Linked DNA regions of Mus musculus: region 1 is linked to region 2. A link is a contact called in public HiChIP or PLAC-seq data. All regions are on one chromosome and are shown on one strand. Each heading gives the region's core, a stretch centred on a gene start, on an enhancer-like site or on the middle of the called end of the contact. The rest is flanking DNA. Distances are from core to core; before and after follow the strand shown.

The links. HiChIP or PLAC-seq counts read pairs in DNA pulled down with a chosen protein or histone mark.
Region 1: a CTCF HiChIP or PLAC-seq map of the NIH/3T3 cell line shows a contact between it and region 2, with 7 read pairs. The contact joins two enhancer-like sites. A contact is called at or near these places in 5 of 15 datasets of contacts at CTCF or cohesin (the NIH/3T3 cell line, embryonic stem cells, pro-B cells and 1 more), 10 of 484 Hi-C or Micro-C datasets (3T3-L1-derived adipocytes, the AML12 cell line, B cells and 7 more), 4 of 115 datasets of contacts at active chromatin or transcription factors (astrocytes, embryonic stem cells, kidney and 1 more) and 1 of 9 other capture datasets (embryonic stem cells).

The regions. Positions count from the first base shown.
Region 1 is chr16:25,857,350-25,865,014 of GRCm38.p6, reverse strand. It overlaps Trp63 (transformation related protein 63), which reads right to left. Exons shown (of 14, transcript NM_001127259.1): 5 at 2,550-2,736; 6 at 1,225-1,340. Among named protein-coding and RNA genes, the nearest start is that of Gm24928, 160 kb to the right of the region's middle. Within about 2 kb of position 3,699, at least 34 of the 459 cell types and tissues checked have an H3K27ac peak or open chromatin away from gene starts, as enhancers often do. A contact at or near this core is called in the NIH/3T3 cell line, where this site is marked.
Region 2 is chr16:25,375,154-25,382,363 of GRCm38.p6, reverse strand. All of the region lies in intron 4 of Tprg (transformation related protein 63 regulated), which reads right to left. Among named protein-coding and RNA genes, the nearest start is that of Tprg, 92 kb to the right of the region's middle. Within about 2 kb of position 5,468, at least 33 of the 459 cell types and tissues checked have an H3K27ac peak or open chromatin away from gene starts, as enhancers often do. A contact at or near this core is called in the NIH/3T3 cell line, where this site is marked.

The DNA of each region.
Region 1 (7,665 bases), core at 2,450-4,949, 480 kb before region 2:
TTTGTTTTCTGTTTTTGTTTCCCCGAGACAGGGTTTCCCTGTGTAGCCCTAGCTGTCCTGGAACTCATTCTGTAGACCAAACTGGCCTCGAACTCAGAAATCGTCCTGCCTCTGCCTCCCAAGTGCTGGGATTGCAGGTGTGCTCGACCACTGCCCAGCTAAACTAATGTTTCTAGCACAAGGCCAACACTGGCAATATGACTTCCACTGGCTCATGGCTCTGTGATTTGCAACCTCACCCAAGTTACTCACTTCAGCACCACACAGAGAGCTCTGGAAAAGGAGGCTTTTTTTTTTTAATATGCCAAAATTAGCAGCAATTCTTTGGGGGGATATTTTCTTTTTGAAGATAAAACAGTATTGTGTAGGTTTGAATGTTTATCTTCATGAAGAATATCCTAGAGCTAGAACGCCCTCAGAATTAAATCATCTATATCGTTCATTTATACACAAGGCCTGTGAAACCCAGAGAGGGTGAGTCACATGCCAAAGAGCCCATAGTTATCTAGGTGACTCCAGCAGATTAGCTCTGTTACTCCTGTGGTCCTGTGACTACTGTATATGTTCCACAGGTCTATTGTGCTTCACACACACATGTGTAACCGAACCATCTGTTCAGGCAAACTTCAGTTAAACAATGTGCTATAGCTTCTCCTATTCACATCTACTATTAAAAAACAAAACAAAACAAAACAAAACAAAAAACAAAAACCATAGCATTTGTTTACATGTACTATCAATGCTCTGTCATCTAGATCAAACAATGCTTTATATAAAATGGGCTTGCAAGCATCACTTTCTGTGTTGAGGAGGGCAGCATGGTTACAGCCCCATTACCAAGCTAATTCAATGCTTTCTTAAATTCAAGATTTAAAAAAGAGATATATTCATTTTTTATGTGTATGGGCATTTTGCTTGATATATGTGCACTATGTGTATGTGGCAGAACCATGTATATTGAGATGGGGTTGGAAACAGAACCAATGGCCTTTGGGAAAGCAGCAAGAACTCTTAACTGCTGAGCCATCTCTCCAGTCCCGCATTCAGGATCTTTAAAGCGGTGACACGGGAACAAGAGATATTAAAAGAATGCTTTGTATGTATTTGATGACAAGGGTGAATACGGTGATAAATGCTAGATCCCACATGTTACCAAATTTGTGCTATGTCTTCTGCCCTGCTAGCCCAGCTGCAGGTCTGCCTCTGCCCTCTTTGCCTGCTTACCTGTGGTGGCTCATAAGGGACCAGCACGCTCTGCCTTCCCGTGATAGGATCTTCTACATACTGGGCATGGCTGTTCCCTTCTACTCGAATCAGATGACTGGGAGGGGCAATCTGTCCTGTGGGTCAGAAAAGGACTGACTAGTTAGTTTACACACCTTAGGAATCAAGAATATGGAATGAAATGGCATGGAAATGAATGGCGGTGGCCTAAGAAGCTGTCTAATGTCATAAGGAAACCTACATCCTTGAGCAAAGGAACCATAATGGTGTCTTTGCCCTTTGGCTATGAAGTTCCAGTCTATGAAAACTATTTCATAAAAGTGAAAAGCTAAGAATACCAACATATTCGCTGCAGCGCTGTTTATTTTGATTGAAACAATATCATGTGAAAAATGAAGAAAACCTCCAAAAATATTGTCATTTTGATGAAACATGGGCATTTAGGCAAACGGAGGATAAATTCTGCATGTATGGAATATTCTTTATGGTATATTGTTAAGCACAAAGCAGGACACAAAATGTGGATAAAAATTAATGTGTAAATCTGTCAGAGATGTTTGGTTCCATTTTTATCTTCTAAATCTTTACCCCTTTCGCCCTCCATGAAATTTTCATGTGGTCTCGCCAGTGTCCTAGATTCTGACATCCTCTACTTCCTGACATCTATGCTTTTGGCATTTTCTGGAAACCATTCTAACTTACAACCCATTCTGTACTTCCAACACTCTGAAGATTCCTTTCTGCTTCCAGTGCGCATTGCTTCCCTTTCCTTCATGGAATCCTTATGCAAAACCTACTTCAACCCTTGGAAGCTCTCACCTCTTCTATAACACTGTTGTTGGATTTGGGGCTCAGGAGTCTGGTATAGATGATACATGGATACAGAACTTTTAAAAGGTCCCCAAGGCCTCTCCCAGACACCTGTCTTCCTTTCCACTATCCATTTGCTTTCTTTTTATTTACTCATTGTTTGCCATCTCAAATTTTATTCTTTTTTCTCTCCTTTTGCTTTTCCATTTGTTCATTCCATTGATTCTTTAATGCTCCTTCTTTTGGTCTTCCCGAGCCTCCCATTCCTCTAAACTTGAAAGATCACTCTGGGAAAGGCACCCAAGACAAAGGCTATGACAGACATAACAACCCCAACTCGAGTATAGTTATAAACTCACATCTGGGAAAGGAAATTAATAAGTAATTAAATTACTGTGAAGGCCACAAATTTATTTACCATTATTTTTAGCCTAAAATCAGAACCAGCCTCTTTGCCATCAAAGAGCTTGAGTGAGTGGAGAGGAAAAGAATCCCAGAAAACTCAATGGCCTTACCCTCATTGAACTCACGGCTCAGCTCATGGTTAGGGCATCGTTTCACAACCTCGGTGACATGCTCAGCTTTCTTGTAGACAGGCATGGCACGGATAACAGCGCCCTGTGGGGGTGGGGTCATCACCTTGATCTGGATGGGGCATGTCTTCGCAATCTGGCAGTACAGCTTCTTCAGTTCGGTGGAATACTGCTTAGAGAAGAGAGGGCCCCACAGGAAGGGGGAAAGAACCAATATGAGATAATATTTCAAATCAGAAGGAGAAAAACACAACCACTTTTGAAGGCCCTTCTAGCCATATGCTAAGTTCTGGCTTGTACAAACGTGGCACATGTCAACTTTGTAATAGAAAGCTATATCTATTAATCAAATTGACACTTCTTGCTATGTTAATGGAAGGGAGGAGGGATAGGAAGTTGGGTAGTTGGGTTGATCTGGGGGAAGGTGGGGTAGGGGAAATGTATATGATTAAAACACTGTATGAAGTTCTAGGATAAAATTATCAGTGAACATAATAACACTATGAACAACTTTACCAGGGTACCAGAAATAAACAGGAAACAATGCTTCAAGCTTTCTGGTTAGATGACTATAATTTCCCTTGTCCTTATAAGAGAGTCATAGGAATTAGAGTTCATGAAACTTGTTTTTAAGATGGGCTATCTGGCAATGACTGAGGAGATTCACAGGTAAGCACCGCACCACAAGAGCTGCCCCTAAGTTCTCAACTTACTGTGTGGTTCTGCTGTGAGAGAGACCACACACAGAACCCAGAGAGAAGCATCTGTCTTCTACCTGAAATGGCCAGTGGATTAGGAAGCAGCTACTCATGGTTCTGAAGGGAGGCAGCTGTACAGATATGTCATATACCATGTGAGGAAATTGTTCCTTAATACTTATTTGTCTTCAGGGGTACATTCCCTGGGGATCAGCTGGTTTAGAACTGACAACATCTGGTGAAAAATGCCAAAGATCTAAGAGGAAAAGTTCTATCCTGTGTTGCCTCCTCTGGCTACCTCAGAATCAGAGTGGAAACTTTGTTTTTCTGATTGTCTTTGCATGTTAAACCTTATCACCCTAGCTTCCTGGACCAGTGCCTTGTGGTCGCTTTCCTGCTCACTCCAATGCTGAGGTAAAACCACCCAGGCACTAGAAATCACAGCCAAGAGTGGGCACCTAGTAACACATATCCAAACAAGGGTAAACAGGGACACAGGTTGCGGGCCTAAGCTGGCAGCATCCTCCTCCCAGAGAGAAAGAGACACAAGGACAGAGCCCGAACCACAAAGAGATTCATTTTTTATATGACCCACCCCAAATCTGACTAAAGGACAACACCTACTTTAAAAAAAAAAAATCCCATTTAAATGTGCTGTATTGCTTCGTTTTGAAACAGAATATTTATTTAAATAACACTTGGTTTTCTTCTGAGCATTTCAGCGTATGAAACTTTCAGTTAAAATTTCTTAGTGCTGGGACAGTATTGCGAAATCAGCCCTTCATGCCCACAGGCCAGGGATTAAACACAGTAAAAAGGTTTTTCATAGCTTGAAGTAAAGGAAGTGTGCCAAAAAAAAAAAAAAAAAAAAAATCCAACCACAAGAAGTTTCTTCTTGGGAAAGGCTGAATGGAATGTAGATGGATATTCTTGCTCTTGTGTTCTAAAATGATGACTTTACAGAAATGCTGTGTTAGGGCCTATTAAGAACTCGCGTCCATGCAGAGCACCAAAGAAGTCTGCATATCTATTTGTGTTTTAGTTGCACGAAATACTTTATGTAACCCTTTCGAGTGTTACAGAAAACATTATGAACCTTAGGAAACGTGAAAAAGTAAATAAACCTGTCAGCTAACAACCGAAGGTAACCAAAGTCTCCTCGTAAGCATTGGAGGGCTGTGAGGAAAAACAATGAATGTTCAGAACAGGGCAGGTTCCTGACACTGACAATCCACTGCAGTAATTAATGTACTATAAACCGAGCCGCAAAGACTAAAGTGTCCAAAATAATACTAAAAAGGAGTTCCGGGGCTGGGGTCCACATCAGTTGGTTGCCTGGTCTAACTCCCTAACAACATAGAAACTGAATGTGAAGTCACTGTAGGAAGATCAAGACTTTAACGTCATCCTTGATTACAGAGCAAATTTGAGGCTGGCCTGGGATAGGTGATACAATTGTTTTAAAACAAAACAAACAAACAAACAAACAAACAAACAAAGACATTCCCTCAAAAAAGAAAGAGAAAGAAGGAAATAAGGGAGGGAGGGAGGGAGGGAGGGAGGGAGGGAGGGAGGGAGGGAGGGAGGGCAGGCAGGGAAGGCAAAGTTGCAGCTTTGTCAACCACAGACCCTTATTCATCTTTGGGGGTGCAGGTTGGCAATCTATCTTTTGACTTTCAATAATGAATACTGTTATTAGAAAGTGAATCTCTTCTCAAAACTATGAGGAAGGGATTACTGGTCTCTTATCTGAGTCCCTGGGGCCAGAGGATTCAGTATCCAGAGCTGTTCAGGTATTACAAAGGGAAGAAAGTTCATGAAGTGTTTATCATGAACACCAGCCACAAGGAATAAATCCTGCACTCTATGACCTATGCCAGCATCTCTGCAGAAACCATCGACATCCGTTCGGACCAGGGAGTGACTTCTAAGCCTCTGAATTTGGGTTGAATTTAATCTACAGATGATTGTCCTACAAACTTAGAAAATTAAAACAGATGAAAACCATGTTTCCTTTTTAGAGCTATTTGAATTCAGAACTGCAGATAAGAGATAATGGACCTCTATCATTATCATCATCATCACCACCATCATCATCACCATCATCATTATCATTATCATCTATTTAATAGATAAGAAAATTAAGGCAAAGAAAAGCCTTGCCTGACGACACACAGGTATTGCACAGCTCCACATCATTTTCCTGTAACAATAGTTCATCTTTCTATTCTCTTGTGAAAGGGGGAAAATGGACTTTGACTCGTTTCTAATGTACTGCATCAGGGATCTTCTATGAATGACCTTCAAATGTATACAACTGCCAGTGTCATTGCCCTGGAGCTCAAAAGGGTTATTTTCTGATAACATAGAGGATATTATTCATTGACTGCAGTGCTTGCACAAAGAAAGCAAGTTTTGAAAAAACTCTGGGCTAGGAGGAAGGCTATTTGGGCTTTCTGTCAGTACTGGTGGCCTTATGGCTCTGAGGAAGGCAAGGGTAGCAAAGTCTCTTCTAACATGACTTGCTAAGGACTCGATAAGGAACTTTGCAATCTGGCCTACCCAATTCTCATCTCTCTTAAAGCCCAGCTCTTTTCTACTGTTCTTCCAACAGCATAATAGAAACACACACTCTCTCTTTTCTTCTTCTTCTTCTTCTTCTTCTTCTTCTTCTCCTTCTCCTTCTCCTTCTCCTTCTCCTTCTCCTTCTCCTTCTCCTTCTCCTTCTCCTTCTCCTTCTCCTTCTCCTTCTCCTTCTCCTTCTATTCTCCTTCTCCTTCTCCTCCTTCTTCTCTTCTCTTCTCTTCTCTTATCTTATCTTCTCTTCTCTTCTCTTCCTTCCTTCCTTTCTCTCTCTTTCTCTCTCTTTCTCTCTTTCTTTTTTCTCTTTCTTTCTCTTCCTTCTCTTTCTTTCTCTTTCTTCCTCCCTTTTTTCCTTCTGTCCTTCCTTCCTGTTTTTCTATGTGTATGTGTGTGTTTTGCTTGTACATATGTATGTGTACCACCTGCAGAAATCAGAAGAAGTTCAATTCCCCTGTAATGAGCTACAGATGGTTGTGAAATGCCATGTGGGTTCTAGAAACCAGTATCAAGGTTGTCTGCAAGAGCAATATGTCCTCTTAACCATGTAGCCTCTAAGCCACCTCTCCAGCTTCTGATTCAAACTTTTCAACCCAACTCTTTAAGCACATCACCTGTCTGCCCTCACAATTCAAGTGTGCTGTTCCTCATCTGGTATGATCTGCTTTTCCCTTTGTTCTCTACGTTCTGCCAGAGCAATTTAGAGATCTCCAGATAGCCCCACATCTGGGATGCTACCTTTCCATATTCTCCAGTGCTGCTGCAGAGTTTCCTCTTTGACCAAATCAAACCATCTGACCAGGGCCAGCTGTATTATATTGACTGCATCTGGTTGAACCCAAGACCCACAGTACAGAAGCTGTAGGAATGCAGAGACCCTTCTTTGCAGAGTCAAGTCTCCATCCCTCCATTTCCTTCACTGCTAGCAAATGAGTCCTGATGACACCATGATTTCCGTATGACTTTCTGGTTCTAAACTCAGTCTCTCTAACCTATCGTGATTAATAATCCCTCAGACTTAGCTTCCTCCTTTATCCCTTAGCAAATAGACTTGTCATCTTTCCCTGCTTTCCACATTTATACAAGATAGCAAAAATGGGATGTGGATTTACGTCAATATTTTTAAACACCATGGTGATTCATGTTGGCAAAAACTAAAATTTGAACACATACAGTGTTTTCAATATGATTCTTTGTTTCTGGGATTTCCAAAATTAATCTCTAATTTGATCTTCAACTCTGGCTTGAGGTTTCTGAACTCCAAAGCCTAATTTATTCATTTAAATTTTTTTTCCACGTAGATTTTTTTCATCAATCAGCTTTACTGATATATCATTTTCTGTAAACTCTAGCAGTTTTAAACTGTTTAACTTGGTGACTTTTGAAGAGTACAGAGTTGAATAATCAGAGTCACATTCTATATAGAGAAGAGCTCCCATCACTTCTCAAAGACTCTTTGCCTTTGTGACTACCCTATCCTCCAACCCCTAGTTCCAAGCAACCATCTGCTTGCTTTCCGCTCAATATAGTTTCATATTCGTGGAATTCCACACAAATTGGCAGAACATTACACAATGTCCTTTAGTGATACTGTTGAATAGTGTGCATGGATTTGCATATGCCATATTCTATTTTATCTAGCTGTGGAATTCTGCTATTTATCATTTCCTTATTTCCAGTTTTCTCTGCTAGGGATAAATTATGTACACAACTTATTGTGGAGACATGAATTTATGCTTTTCTGAAATAACTTATTTTTCTGGGTTGACCATGTACTGTGGAACCCTGCTAACTTTACTCACTTGTTCCAGCAGCTTACA
Region 2 (7,210 bases), core at 4,219-6,718:
GCATCCTAACTTTGACATAAGGTATATTATTAATCTCTCTCTCTCTTTCCTAAAATATGAAAATGTACTGAATGCTATCTTTACCACAAACTTTCTCATGCCCATATAGGGTTTTTAACAGAACAGGATAAGGCCTCTCTAGAGAAGCGCCCTCCACTATGTTAACTGTCCATTCACTCAAGGGGAAGATGATAGACTAGGGCCCACAGGCTAAGACTAGCTTATTGTCTGTTTTAAATAAAACTGTACTGGGACATAGATTCCTTAATTGATTGGCACTTTGTTTATAGTTGCTTCTGTACAGCAGGCTTTAGTGCCCATGCAACTGGTAGAGCATGGTCCATAGGTCTAATGTGTTTAGAATCATCTCCTTTGGGAGTAAATTTTACTGACCTCCAGACTAGAACACCCTTGACCTCCAACACATCCAGATCTCTGGTTTAGTTCCTTGAATCTTATTTCATCCTATAGACAATCTTCCTGAGAACACTGACCGCAGGATGACTAAAGCTGGCAATGGGGTTCCAGCTTCAGGTCCACCCTCTCATTCTAGGTAGCAGCATGATGAAAGGACAAAGGGGAAGAAAATGTGAAAGGCCAACTCATCAGACTTTCCAAGTGTGGTTTGGCAAAGTGTGGTTATAGAGTGGGCACGATACCCTCAGGCTACACCTCTGCATCCTGAAAACTTGTGAGGATTACAGCTCATCAGCCATGGGCCAGGGTGCCTGAGGAGATAGTGAAGGTTCCATTGTGAGTATGGCAGCTAGAACAAAGGTCTTAGATGATGGAGCTGCAGAATGCACTCCGTCCATGGACTGCTACTCCAAGTCCTACTCCTCATTTGTTTCTGCAGGTGCTATGGCTTGAAGCTGGCTATATATTTTCCAACAGATCTTGCTCATTGATAAATTGGTATCTCAAACTTAAAGATTTCAACCCTCCATGTATTCTCCTGTGCCCTGTGTTGGACAAATAAATGTCTGCCCACTGCAAAATTCTAATGAGTGATACATGCATTTTTTTGTAGAGTCTTGAGTCATTAATGAAAAATGCATTTTAACATGACTTCAAATTCAGTAGTGCTTTATATTTTCCCTCATTCTTACCATGTGTGGTTATTCTGACACCTACCTATTAGACCATGTAAATCCCCTCCCACCGTTTCTCCCCCCCACCTCTCTGATAAACTGTTTTCTTGAAATATGCATGTGGTTTTGAAATTCCCCTGGGACCTTACAGTATAAGGTGCTGTGTGTTTATATGTGTATGTTTAAGGTTCTTCCTTCATAGCCTGGTAATTATGACTGCGTAAGTATTCCATATGAACTTACCTCCATCCCATGCCTGATGCTTTAAAAGCCTCAGGAGAGCTGGAAATGGTAGGGGAAGTGGCCTTTGTTGGGCAGAAAGCCACACACTACACATTTCACACAGGCCTTCTGTTCCCTGTTGCTTCCTCTCTACCTTTCTGTTGCCAAACCACCACAGTTCAGCTAATTCCTTCTCAAGCAGCATCGCACCCAACGCTGCAATTACAGTGGAGACAGAAATGGAGTTAGAAATGAAGTAATATGGAGGAAAGGGGGAGGGAACGCTTCCATGATTCATCTCTAGAGCATGGGGCAGGGGGGTGGCCATTAAAAATATAGATGTGGTCCAGTACTCACCAATTTTACCCAAGAACCAAAAGTAAGGAGAAAGAAATGAAAATGAGCTGTTTTGGTGAAACCCTGCCTCCCCTGGTCTCTTCCCAAGGAAGCAGATTGCTTCAGGGGGCAGGTATACATTTCAGGCAGAGTGTCAGGCCTGTCATCATAAATAATCACAAATGTTTCACTTAGAAGAGCCATGAGCCAAGCCAAGGAAAAGGCTGGGGACTCTTAAGAGTGTCTGGTCTTTACACTTTGCAGTGAATATGCACGGCCTCCTAAACTTTCCCAAATAGATCCATTTAGCCAACAATACTTAAAAGAGATCTTGGGATAGTATCTGGACAGTTGTGTTGGAGGAACATCCTGATACCATAACTAAGCTAAACATGAACATAATCATCCATTGAATGATTTTATGGGATGATTTGTTTATGTCTGTTGCACAATTTCTGTTGCACTGTTGTTACCATGAAATCCAGTGCAATTCCCTTGGTCCAGTTTATCCTGACATATACATCTCTCCCAGAAGCATTTTGCTTCCATCCCAGAATTTCAGTCTAATTTATTTTAACATTTTTTGTGCCTTTTCCTCTTCTGAAATTCTCATTCTTACTTCCACTTCCAGCATGAAGTCAAGATCTGGGGTATGCCTCTCCCATAAGGCCACCAGTCTACTACTGTGCTATTTCTATTAATATGTCAGACACTCAGTCCTGAGTACCTTTCTAACGTGGTGGCTTCCCAACTCTCCCACTCTCCCTGACTCTCCGCTATGCTATTTTCCACACAAATATTCCTCCTAGTATTCATATCTTATCAGTTCCACAAATGAGTTCAGCAGTCTTTATTGGAACAGCATTTATCTTTCCCTCCACTTGAAAGTCCTTCTCCAATATCTAAAACTTACTTCCTCTAGGAAGATTTCCAAGACTATCTACCATTACCTAAATAAAAGGCACTCCAACTCTCATAACTACCAACGTAATTATGTTTCTCACAAAGGGGAGATGGGGGAAGGAAGGAAGGAAGGAAGGAAGGAAGGAAGGGAGGGAGGGAGGGAGGGAGGGAGGGAGGGAGGGAGGGAGGGAGGGCAGTGAGCATCCATCATAAAAAACACCATCAGCTCACCATTTCCCGAGATGCTCTACCCTCTCTCACCGCGTGGATTTAGTCTCACCCCATGTTTCAGGTAATGAAGCCTGTTCTACTAACCAAGTTCATCAAATTCCAATCACCTATTTGTACCCAGTCTCCAAGGCCATGCCATAGTCTGTTTGTTTCCTTCCTGTTTCTTGGGTATATCATAGCTAATTGTTGCCAGCGTATGGACTCAGCTCAACTGCCACAATCACTTTGTACCTCACAGCATACTTTTCCACATCCCTGAGTTATCTCTGCTATTACCCCAGGCATCATTAGTAGCAAAGGCTGTATCACTTAGGTCCACAGCACTTCAATAGCTGAAGTAGCGACTTAGATGTATTCACGTGCTGTGCATGCTTTTTTTTTTTTTTTTTTTTTTTTTTTAAGAACGTGTTTGAACTTGGCTTCGCATAGTATTTCTATGCATGCTGCCTCATGTCTTAGTCAAGCTGTCAAGAACAAGGCTGATTCGGAGGAGTACAGCCAATAAGGAAAAGGCCCAGAATCTCCCCACAGGCCTTCTGTTCTTTTCTTCTTGGGGTAATAAAAAGACATACATACACACATACAACACCTTCATCCTAGCACATATTTGATAAATTACCTACTTATGGGCTATGACTGTAAGAGTCAACTATGACTTCAGTTTCCAACATACACTATTCACTAAATTTTCCAGTTATATTCTTGAGAAAATATAGTATTCTTTCTTCAAAGAAGAAATTAAAATAGTGATCAAAGCTAAGCAAAAATATTCTAGAAACTCTGTGCCCTGTCTTATGGTATGGATGCTAAGTGTTCTCAGGAGGGCCATGTGGTAAAAGCTTGGCCACAGCCTATAGCAGTTCTTGGACATACTAGAACTTTCTGGAGATGGACCCAATAAGGTGGAGTTAGATTACAGGGACACCACCTTGAACTTTGCCTCTCCTCTTTTTGCTTTCTGGTGACCATGACCTGAGCAGACTTCTTCATCAAACACTTCAGCCATGGCTGCCTCATCTCAGGCCTCAAGACATGACCAAGAGATGACATAAACTATAAAAACTGAGCTAAAAATAGATCTTTTCTTTTTTTATTTTAAGTTCATTTAAGTATTTTCCTGAGTGGACAGCCGGTTGAGACACCCTCAACACCTTGGGCCTGGTGAAGTCTGCGTGATACTATCAGGTTCCATGCCTCAATGAAGAACACCTTCTATATTTTACACATGAGAACCTCTAAAAAATAAAAAAAGATCAGTCTCACAAAGCTTAACTTCTATAAATATAGAACTGCCCACCCCAAGTCCACAGTGATGTTGATCTGGAAATGCATCCAGTTTAAAGACATATAATTACATTCTGGGGCATTTTTAAAGAAAAAAATCATTTCTGTGGCCAAACTTAGGAACTGTATCCCATATCCCAGAGGTTTCACTCCAATGGCTGTGAGTAGCCCTCTGTTTCCCAATAGCTACAGGCAAACTGTCAGTCTAGCTAAATTAGATAAGGAAGGACGCTCATTTCCTTGGACTTCAGACCAATGAAAACCTTTCAACTATAAGAATTTTTGCAAGAAAGGATTTGAAGTAGCAAGGCATCTGTATCTCAAAATAGGCTGTCATCAGGCCATTTTCAACATATATTTTTTTTCCTTCTGGCTTCTAGACAAACACAACACGATTTCCACATAGGAGTGGGCAGACAGCACCTTCGTCATAGTCTTTGTGCTGGTCAATGGAAAGACCTTGGGGGCAGCTTCCAATATGCCTGGGCACGTTCACAATTTTTGTGGCTTTTCTCAACAGTGTTTTCCAGTTAAGAACTGTGAACATTTCAACCACAAGCTAAGGGCCCCCCAATAAAGGTCTATGTCATGGAAGATGGGGTACACTGAACTTTAAGAAAGCCAACACTTAGGAAAGATAGCGATTTTTTTTTCTAGGCTAATCAGTGGGGAAAAGAAAGAGAGACGGAGACCAATTAGACAGCAAGGACTGAACAACCTATTCCGATCGTCTCCTCCATCCATCTTTGTGCAGGGACAATAGTAATAAGCCTGGGTTGAGAACTCGTGTCCCCAGTCTTCGTGTGACCCCCCCCCCCCCCCCCCAGAATGTGCTCTTTGTCACTGTCTACCAGGATAATCAGCTCAAGGAGGACTGAAATGAAGGAGAGAGTGAACATTTTTCAAATTCTGGATCTTTGGAGAATCCTTCCTGTAGCCTCCTCTGAGTGAGCCCCCTTCACTCCTTCTGTGCCACCTGGGTCACAAGTATCAGCATTTGCCACACGCCGTATACTTAATACTTCTCCAATCTCACCGTTTGCCCCGGAAAAACGAATACTTCACACATTGCTCCCCAGAGCTCAGCTCTGGCATGCTTGGCACACTGCAAGAACTGAATAGATACTGAATTAATGGGCTGACTCCTAACTCCATGGAGATAAGGAAGAGAAGGGGGAGGAGGGCGACTCTTAGAGAAGCTGACTTCCACTTCACTCAGGGAAAATCATGACAAGCAAAGTCTTCCCCAAGTCAATTCTGTTTTACCAGAAGTCCTCTGAGGCTGGACAACTAACAGTCCGGATGCCCGAAAAGGGAAGTCTGCTTTGAATGGTCACCAGTTTACTGATTCTGTGAGTATTCCATTCCAGGCCATTAGCCTCCTGGTTGATCTATGAGAAGAGTCTCTCGCGCCACCTTCCTGTAGGAGGCGGTACTGTCTCCCAGGTCTGTCAGCATCTGAGCTGGCTACTGAACTCCACTGAGCTCTGGCAGTAAATTTAAAGAGAGAACTTTGAGCAGGAGAGGTCTGCGGTTGGGAAATCATCTTAATCATCCACGATTGAGCGGATTTGATTAGAAGAGTGATCTCAGCAGTCAACATGAAACCTTACACAGACAGTAGGAGTCTCCGATGCATTCCCAGAAGAAAATCCCCGCAAATGAGATCTGAAAATCGGTCATATCCCCTTTTTCTTTTTTTTGAACTGTCACTTTATGGATTCGAAAGGAAATTCGTGTACAATCACAGAGCTAGTGCCTTGTAGAGTTGGCACAAAATTCAGCTGATTACAAGGCCAGAATTCATTTCGTTGCCCAATGCTGTGGAGCCCACTATAATATAACACTTAATTATACAGGTTTGGCAATACAAGCCAAAGCATATCCCAAACATAATAATAGATGCTTAAACTACATATGGGAAAAGCATGCTATAACTTGGTTAGCCTATGACGTGAAGACATTCTGAAGGGACTGTTTGCACTGTTTTCCCACCAAGGGCTGAGTTGTACTCTTGTACCAGGTGGGGAGGGTTAACTGTGCTGTAAACTGTAAAACACATGATCTCACCAAGAGTCCAAACCAAATTCAAGAGACTGCATATGAGCAAACCACTAGGCTTTCCAATAGAGTACCTGCTTACACTGACCAACATCCCTGAAATGCTGTTATTAATTTCCGTCTTTACTGATGAGAATTGGCTGACAAGAAATAAGAGTCAGTATGTGAAGCCACTTTGCTTTGTGATCCAAGCCTGAGTTTTCCTGAGTAGTCAGGGCCCCACAGTTGTTTATGTCTCTGTAACTGTAATTTTACCTAAGTTGCTTTGCCCTTCTGGGTCTTATATAGTCTCTATGGGTCCCTCTATCTCCAGAATTTTTCTGACACAAATATTATGATTGGGAGAAAAGGATTTATAGGTCAATAATGTAGAGAAGTAATGAAACAGTTTTCTTTGAGGCTGTAACCCCTGGTGGGTCAACCACAGTCCCCTGGAAAGTCACATTTCCAGGACTACATGGCAATGCAAATTGGACTTGATGGGTTTAAATTAATGAAGAGGAAACAAAGTTAGGTGAGTGGGAAAGGTCTGGGAGGAGTCGGGGGAGGGAGATGAATATGTTTTGTGAAATTCTCAAAGATCTAATAAAAATGGCAAAAAACAAACAAACAAACTAAATGCAAGCACAATGGCCAGGAGAGTCAGTTCCTTTCTGCTAGATTCCTGTAACAGCTTATAACAACTGAGGGACCTCAGTGAAGGAGCAAGATGGCCACTATGTTTTATGTGCATGTGGACGAGCTTCAGTTATATACCATTATGGGTACAGCTGCGGCTGCAGCAGCCATCACCCTAAATGGAGCCAGGAATCAGCAGTTCTGAAAGATGCACAGCCTCAACATAACAGGGCCATTTCAACTCTGTACCCTAGAGCCTAAGGCTGTGCCTCTCCTTTGATGCAACTCAGAGAACTCATGTGTAAAGAAAACAACCCATCTCTTTACAGAACTGTAAGTGTAGTGGGAAACACCCTACACAGCCTAGCAACAAAGAGACTCAAGATGTCCCAGTATTTACTGTTTAGATGGTTGTTTCATAACAAGTGTCCTCAATTTCTTTATAAAATTCAAAATTAGCTATC